Regions from separate parts of the Ovis aries genome. Here region 2 is linked to region 1. A link is a contact called in public Hi-C data. All regions are on one chromosome and are shown on one strand. The core of a region is the stretch at or near the end of the contact, and the rest is flanking DNA. Distances in the headings are between cores, read along the strand shown. Region 1 holds the start of DPCD (deleted in primary ciliary dyskinesia homolog (mouse)). Region 2 holds the start of NPM3 (nucleophosmin/nucleoplasmin 3).

The links. Hi-C and Micro-C count contacts between places; a contact is called where the count stands out from the background.
Region 2: a contact with region 1 is called in a Hi-C map of skin fibroblasts, with 2.8 times the contacts expected there. The contact joins the promoter of NPM3 here to the promoter of DPCD in region 1. A contact is called at or near these places in 7 of 16 Hi-C or Micro-C datasets (hypothalamus, liver, muscle and 3 more).

Annotation. Positions count from the first base shown.
Region 1 is chr22:22,110,305-22,114,321 of ARS-UI_Ramb_v3.0, forward strand. It overlaps DPCD (deleted in primary ciliary dyskinesia homolog (mouse)), which reads left to right and starts at 1,493. Exons shown (of 6, transcript XM_012102819.4): 1 at 1,493-1,568. The coding sequence starts at 1,505. POLL (DNA polymerase lambda) reads right to left here and starts at 1,418. Exons shown (of 9, transcript XM_060405144.1): 1 at 1,355-1,418; 2 at 69-209. The coding sequence starts at 183.
Region 2 is chr22:22,301,967-22,305,949 of ARS-UI_Ramb_v3.0, forward strand. It overlaps NPM3 (nucleophosmin/nucleoplasmin 3), which reads right to left and starts at 2,521. Exons shown (of 6, transcript XM_004020126.5): 1 at 2,388-2,521; 2 at 1,994-2,079; 3 at 1,637-1,756; 4 at 1,426-1,519; 5 at 738-859; 6 at 317-659. The coding sequence starts at 2,505. The coding sequence ends at 747. OGA (O-GlcNAcase) reads right to left here. Exons shown (of 14, transcript XM_042239102.1): 14 at 3,673-3,983.

The DNA of each region.
Region 1 (4,017 bases), core at 243-2,742:
CTGGGCATGAAAGATGTAAGAAGCCTGAGGCTCAAGCACATGAGGGTCCTCAGGGTGGATCCACTCACCTCCTGCTTCTTCTCTGTCTTCTCTCTTGGGAATCTTTGCAAGAGTTTTTGATGATGGATTGGTGTGAATTTTCTTCCGCTTGGGAAATGCCTTCAAGATGCCCCTGGGGTCCATTGAGGTATGGCTGGATCCTAGCCTTTCTGTTGGAGGGTTGATCAGGGCAGTTGTCATGTGCAACCCAGACTTGGGGCTCCCCAACCCCTCTATGAAGGTGGGGTCTCTACTGACAACAGTTTGGGGACAGTAGCCAAGTTCCCAGGAGTCTCACAAAACCCAACTAAACTTGGCTTAGCCTAGCTCTACACATGGACAAAGGAGCCTGGTGGGCTACAGTCCATAGGGCCACAAAGAGTCAGACACTACTGAAGTGACTTAGCATGCATAATCACCAGTCTTCCAGAATACTGGGGAAAATAAGAAGAGTGGAAATATCCAGGGAACTTTTGAAGGGGGAACAAATGACATCATGGGCTTCCCTGGTGGCTCAGATGGTAAAGAATCTGCCTGCAATGTGGGAGATGGGAGTTTGATCCTCGGGTCCGGAAGATCCCCAGGAGAAGGGAATGGCTATCCACTTCTTGCCCGGAGAATTCCATGGTCAGAAGAGCCTGATGGGCTACAATCCATGGGGTCCAAAGAGTCAGACAGCACTCAGCGACTAACACTTTCACTTTCAAAGGGTATCATTCCTCAGGGGGCTGCTTTGAAGATTAACTGTGCAGTATGTGCTCCTGCTGCATCCCACCTGCAAAAAGCTTTACGAAAACGAGATGCCAGACTAGGAACGGGCTCCATCTTTAGGAAGGACTTGGGCTTCCAAAAGGAGTGGGGATTGGTGGTAAGGGCGAGGGGGAACCTGTATATCTTTCTCTACCCCCATCACAGGCCCGCAGAGGAAAACGGGGAGGGTGGGGGTGGCTGGTGGAGTTTAGGGAACCGGGGTGGGGAACGCCCTGCACCTGCTCTGGTCTTGGACCTCTCGGCAGCGGGACGCGCAGGCCCGCAGCTGCGGGGAGACGCACGACTGCAGCAGGTGTGGGGCGCCTTCCGGGACTGAGGAGTCTTGGCCTCACAGCTGGGGGTGGAGAAGACGCTGGCAGGTGTGAGGCACCCGAAGCGAACCGCAGCTGCCGCGCGCCAGGGACTCCCGGGGTGGGGCTAGGGGAGCGCTGGACTGTCCGGATCCTGTCCTGAGGATTCCTCCCCACTCCCCAGATTTGGTACAGAATAGGGTCAACTCCGGACCCGACGGGTCACGGGGGATGGACAGGCATAACCCACTTACCAGAGCAGCCAATGAGAGCAGACGGAGGGCGCGGGGTTCGCGGGGTGGGACCAGGCCAATGCCCAGAACATCTTCCGGGTCATACGGAAGTGACCCTAGGCGGAATTGTTGCCATGGCAGTGGCCAGGCACGCAGCTCGTTGGAGGGAAGATGGCGGTGACCGGCTGGCTGGAGAGTCTGCGGGCGGCAGAGAAGACGGCGCTGCTGCAAGACGGTAACTGGAGGCCCCCCTCCCTCCCCCGAGAGCACCTTGTTCTTTTCCACCAGGGTCCAGCCCTCTGCGCTGGCGCCCCCGGGACGGGCCCAGCCCGGAGGGTAAGGCTGGAAGGTCCCAGCCTCCTGCCAGGGCAAGTTCTGCATTTGCAGATGAAGAAACTGAGGCTCATATAAATAAGGCGACTGGAACACCCTTCTCTGAACACCCCTAGTTTCCTCCACACTACCTCGCCCCTTTCTGCGTTCTGTTACTAATAAATAATCCTTTTCATGTTCATTATGTCATTTGCTTCTCAGCGCAGTCCCGAGAGGCTGTTTTCCACTCTGTTTTACAGAAGAGGAAACTGAAATCCAAGATTTTAGGTCGGCTGCAACTCCCTCAGTCAGTCAGTGGTAAAAGTGGACCCTGACCTGGGATCCCGTGAACCCCAGTCTGGAGATTCTATTGCTGAAAGCTGCCTGGTGTCATGGAGACGCAGGACACCTTCGCTGTAGTTAGGACTTTGCCTTTAATTTGGCGTGGGCTCCCCAGTTGGCCTCTTACATTTGAACCTCACTTTCCTCATCTGTAAAATGCTGTGAACTGATTATCTCTGTTATCTCTGAGGTCCTTTGCACTTGTAATGTTATGTTTGTAAGTGAACTTCTAAATGTTCCTTGGGTCTTTAAAGGAGACAAAGCAACGCCTCCGCCCCACTCCACCCCCTCCCACTTCCCCCGTTCCTGCTGGTCCTGGAAGAGGTAGACACAGGGGTATGGAATTCTGACTTTCTTCCACCCTAGGATTGGCCAGTGTTTGACGGTCCCTTCCTGGACCCACTTGGCAGCCAGAATGAATTCGGTCTGAATTCATTGTAGCTTTCAGGAAATTGGCAGGGACTGAAATCCACAGGTAGAGGCCAGTCAAGAAAGCTTGGAAAGTGAAATCAGCTGGTCATTTGCTCATTTATTCAGGCAGCATTTAGGGATGCTTTTACTATGTGTCAGGTTGTGTGCTAGAGCAGATAGAAAAAGACATGTCTCAGGAGTTCCCATAGTGGTCAGGAAAAAAAAGGTAAATAAATGAGAGTGTATGTGTTAAGTAGAAGTTGGACTTTTCTATAGAATGCCATGAGAGCACAGAGGTGAAAATGGTTCTCTCAGGAAGATCTGACAGAACAGGTGATGTTCATGGGCCCTAAAGGATAAATAGGTGTTCGCTAAGTGGAGAAGAGGGGATAGTTATTCCACCAAGAGTAACTCACATGTGAAAATGCAGAAGTGTGCAAGTGTGTGGATGATTTCTAGGGGCATAACAAAACATTTAGTGAGGCTGAAGCCTTGACCCAGTCAGTCGTAATATCTACCTATACTCTGTCAGGTCCTGGGTGCTAGGATGCAAGAGTGAATAAAAGGTCCCTTTTCTCAAGGAGTGTTAAGGGGAAATGGTAGAACATGAAAAGAAATTGCAGAGAAGTTGGAGTTGTGATAGAGCTGCTTTGCCAAACTAAAGATTTTGAACATTATCTCATAGGACAGTGGGATTTGTTTTTATTGTAAGAAGTACATAACATATAGTTACCATCTCAGCCTTTTTTAAGTGTAGTTTTGTGGCATTAAGTATATTCACATGGTTGTGCCCCCATTGCCACTATCCGTCTCCAAAACATTCATCTTCAGCTGAAACTCCATACCCATTAACTACTGACGCCTCAGCTGAGACTCTTACCCATTAAACACTACTCCTCAGTCTCCTTATCTTTGGCCCCTGGCAATCACCATTCTACTTTCTATCTTCACGAGTTTGGTTACAGCATGGACCTCATAGAAGTGGAGTATACAACATTCGTTGTTCTGTGACTGGCTTATTTCACTTAGCATAATGTCTTCAAAGTTCATCCATGTTGTTGCATGTGGAAATGAGGAAATGTCATTTGTTGCATGAGGAAATTTTGATTTCCTCCCTTTTTTAAAGCTGAATAACATTCTTCCATTGTATATATGAATATACCACATTTTGTTTATTGACTGGTGGGTCAGTGGACACTTGAGTTGCTTCCACTTGTTAAAAAATTAATTTTATTAATTTTTAGTGGAGTGTAGTTGCTTAACAACGTTGGATTTGTGTCTGCTGTACAGCAGAGTGAAATCAGCTATACATACATTCCCTCGCTTTTGGATTTCCTTCCCATTTAGGTCACCACAGAGCATTCTGTAGAGTTTCCTGTGCATACAGTAGGTTTTCATTAGTTATCTATTTTCGCATAGTATCTGTAATATATACATATGTCAAATCTAACCTCCCAACTCCTCCCCAGTCCCCCCTTGACATCCATACATTTAATCTCTATGTCTGTGTCTCTACTTCTGCTTTGCAAAAGCGTGTGTGTGTGCTCAGTTGCTCAGTCATGTCCAATTCTTTGCAACCCCATGGACTATAGCCCACCAAGCTCTTCTGTCCGTGGAAT
Region 2 (3,983 bases), core at 1,271-3,770, 190 kb after region 1:
AGCCCCCTTATCTGCCCCCCTGCCCATCAGCCTGAGTGGTGACAGAGGCCCAGACCCCTTGTTTAGATGTTGATAACCTCCTGGGATGGCCCTCCCCCACCAAGGGACTGGGAAGGGGCTTGGTGTTGGGAGGTCCTCATCTAGGAAGGCAGCTGGGGCCCAGAGCTGGGCTAGTCCCAGCGCTCTGGGAGTAGCAGGATCCCACATTTCCTCACCCTTCCCCAGGTCCAGGGGCCACCCTCTGTGCTGCCACAGTGCCACCTGGTGGTCCCTAGGGGAATGCCACCCCAGGAGGGAAAGAAGCCACACAAATGAGTTACAAAAAAAACCCTCATCCACATTTTATTTCAACCTTTATCCAAAAATGTAAAAAACATTAAAAATGTGTAGTACTGAGCTTCAGATGCTGACCTCCAACCTCACAGGCAAGTGGGGAGAGAAGGTCAGGATAGAAGTTCAGAGTTCCTCCCACTCCTGGAGAAAAGGGAAGCTTAGGGTGAGGTACAGGATTAGACCAGGGTCCTTTGGAGAATGGGACCCCCGTTCTCCTTGCACCAGACCAAGACCCCCACCCCCACCCCAACCCTCTTCAATGGAGAGATACAAAGTTGTTGAAACTTGTCCAGGAACCTGGTGTATGTGGCAGGCAGCTAGCTGACCTGAAGAGAGCAAACAAGGGGTCAGCATCGAGGTCCAAACATGTTCCTCCTGTGCCCTCCCAGGCCCCTCCAACTCACCAGGGAGGGTTAGAGCCTGCGCCCCAGCTTCTTGGCAGGAAGGATAGGACACAACTCAGCTTCCTCCTCCTCACTCCCGTCTTCTTCACTCTCTTCCCCAGAAAGATCATTGCTTATAGTAACTGGCACACAAGCAGTCAAGGGAGGAAGAGAAGTTAAAGCCACACCCCCTTCATACTTCATACACGTCGTTTATTAATGCTCTGTGGCTCTAGGCTTGCAGGGACTCTGACCTCCCAAAGCTTATTGCCTAGGTGGGAAAAACCTCAGATACTAAACTAGATAACAAAGAGTCAAAGGGCTTCCCTGGTGGCTCAGCCAGTAAAGAGTCTGCCTGCAATGCAGGAGACCTGGGTTTGATCCCTGGGTCGGGAAGATCCCCTGGAGAAGGAAATGGCAACCCACTTCAGTATTCCTGCCTGAAGAATTCCATGGACAGAAGAGCCTGGTGGGCTACAGTCCATGGGGCCACAAAGACTCGGACAGGACTGAGTGACTTTCACTTTCACAGGAGTCCACATTAGTGGAGCTGGATAAGCTGGGGTAGGTTCCGTGAAGAACAGCTAGAGTAGTAAAGTGGAGGGCACTGCATCCAGGGTCTGTATGGGAATTGCACTGGGAGATATGGCTGGGGTGGGGTAGGAGTCCAGATGGAAAGTCTACTGGAAGCAAAGGAGAAAATTCTCACCAATCTGGTGCCGCCCAGTGATGCGCACAGGGCCAGAACCTGACTTCAAGCGGAAGGTTACAGGTGGTTGGAGCTGGAAGTCATCCAAACTGAGCTGGGAGGAAGACAAGGATGAAGGCCTGGCCCACTCCTAGCCCACCCCACCTTGTGAGAAGTCCTAAGTCCTCAATTCCTACCTCCCAGCCTCCCAAGGTACGGCCAGGGAACTCACCATGGGTTGGCAGGACAACTTGAGGTTGGCCACAGGGACTGCGATCTCCTGGTGGTCATGGTTCCGAGCCACGACTTCCACCACATTACACTCATCTTTGGCCCCCTCGGTGAGGCAGAGCTGGGAAGGTACACAGGGCCTCAGAGTCTCCCCAGTAAGGGTGGACACCACAAGTGGAATCATCTACCCTACAACCTGCCCAGCCTCCGAGGTCCCTGGACCGCCTGGCCAGGGGAGCCCCATGTGGGGATTAAGCAGAGTAGATGACTCCCAGTAGAACGGGGAAGGATAGACAAGCGAGTAGAGCCTCTTTAGGTCAGCCAATTTAACCTCCACTCCCCCTACCCCGCCCCTTACCATGGTCAAAGCCAGCACATGCTCCGCGTCATCCTCTTCCTCTACCTTGAAGGTGAAAGAGCGGGTGTGGCCTGAGAGCTCACAGCCTGTAAGAGGTTAACTGTGAGTATGCGTCAGTGTGCGGAGTGGTGGGGGAGGGCATTTCACCAAATCCCGTTCACCTGCAGCCATGACTAACCGGCCATTCACACGCCCACGTGTCAGGAACAACTGGAGCGCTCGGCCCGGGCCCACCCGGTACAACTAGGGCAGGGGCCTGGCTCTCCCCTCCAACTCCGGCTGCCGCGTGCGAGGCCCCCTCCGCCCCCACCCACGTCGTGCACGCGCCTGCATTCCCGTTCCTCAGCCCTGCTTCTGCCCCAGCACCACCCTCAGCCTCTCCTTTCTTCAATACCGAAGAAGAAACTGTCCATAGTGACCGGGGCCGGGACTTGCAGACTACCGACCCCCCCAGCTCGGACTCGGCTCTCCTGATCCAAAAACGTCAAGGCGGCCGCTCCGTCAGCTGCCATGCTGCTAGGGCCTTCTGCGGCTCCGCCTCCGACACGTACAAAGCCTGGGACTCGCCGCGGCTCCAGCCCCGCCTCTTAAAGGAGACGCTGGCGAGGCACCCTGGGTCCAGGGCTTCATCGCCCTATCTCCCTCCTTCAGTTCAGTCGTGTCCGACTCTTCGCGACGCCATGGACTCTAACAAGCCAGGTTTCCCTGTCCATCACCAACTCCCGGAGCCTACTCAGACTGCTGTCCATCGCGTCGGTGATGCCATCCAACCACCTTCTAAAGAAGTCTCGCATTATGTCGCGTCTGCTTTGCACATCTTTGCAGAGTGCAAAGCATCATCTTGGCATTAATGTTAACGTCCTTGCTCACTTCAACGACCAAGACTTTCTTAGAGTGTCCCCTGCCTCCATTTCCTCTAGTCCTGCACTCCAAGTGATCACCTCACCCACCCCAAGCTAAGCTTTCATTAAATACATGAAAATGCAACCTTCCCAATTCTCCCAGCAAAGGCAAGATATAGTGCATCGTTTTTCTTAAAAAAGCAAATACACTCAGATATACCGTCCCTCCAAAGGAACGGAGCATGAAGGAAGACTTTGAGCTCCTGTTACTTAGTACCCAAACCACTGTCCACTTCCGGATATGCTTCCTGCTCTAAGGACCCTGCGGCTCACTATCCACATGGTTGTATACCTACACTGAACTTCAGATGCTGGCGCTTGCTAGCAGAGGAGATAGCTAAATCGTGGGGCTAATTTGCTGCTCCTGTTAAGAGGCAGGCTAGTCTAGCCTAACACTGACGCCTTAGAGTCCTGTCTCATAATTTGGGATCTGCCTTCAACTTTCACCTTTTGACCAAAGAATCAGGCAATTTTCCTTATTCTATTAGGTGGCATGAACTCACCTGAACTAGCTGCCTTCATTTACCCCCAGGTTATAACTGTGTCAAGAAGGTGGCCAGGCCAAAACGAGTCTATTTTTATCTTGCCTTGCCTTGAGGAAAATATGGAAGGCAATCTTTTACTAGAGATAGAAGTGGGAGAAAACTGCCTTTATGACTCAGTCCCTAGGCTGAAACAGCTTTGGAGAGGAGGAATACTTGCTTGGGAATGCCAGAGTGGGAGAAAAAAGGCAGGAGGCAGAAACAAGGAGGTTTACACAGTACACGACCACACACATTCACTTCAAGTTTTATTTTGCCTCTTGTATGGTCTTCAGATAGTTTTACAGTTCATTTTCTACAGGAACTGAGCTGTGATCTAAACAATCAATGAAATATCATCCCAACCATAATAAATAGCCATAACCATTAGAAGACAGACAGAACAGCATTTTACGATCCTAGAGGCCTGGACATCTGTTTCATAGTTAGCTCTGTGACCAGAATACCAGCCAAATTGATTATTAAAAGCAAAGATAAAGCTGCAAACTTGCTGAAAATCCTGATTCCACTGGAGGATGACCATGGAATCTACCAGATAAAATGCTA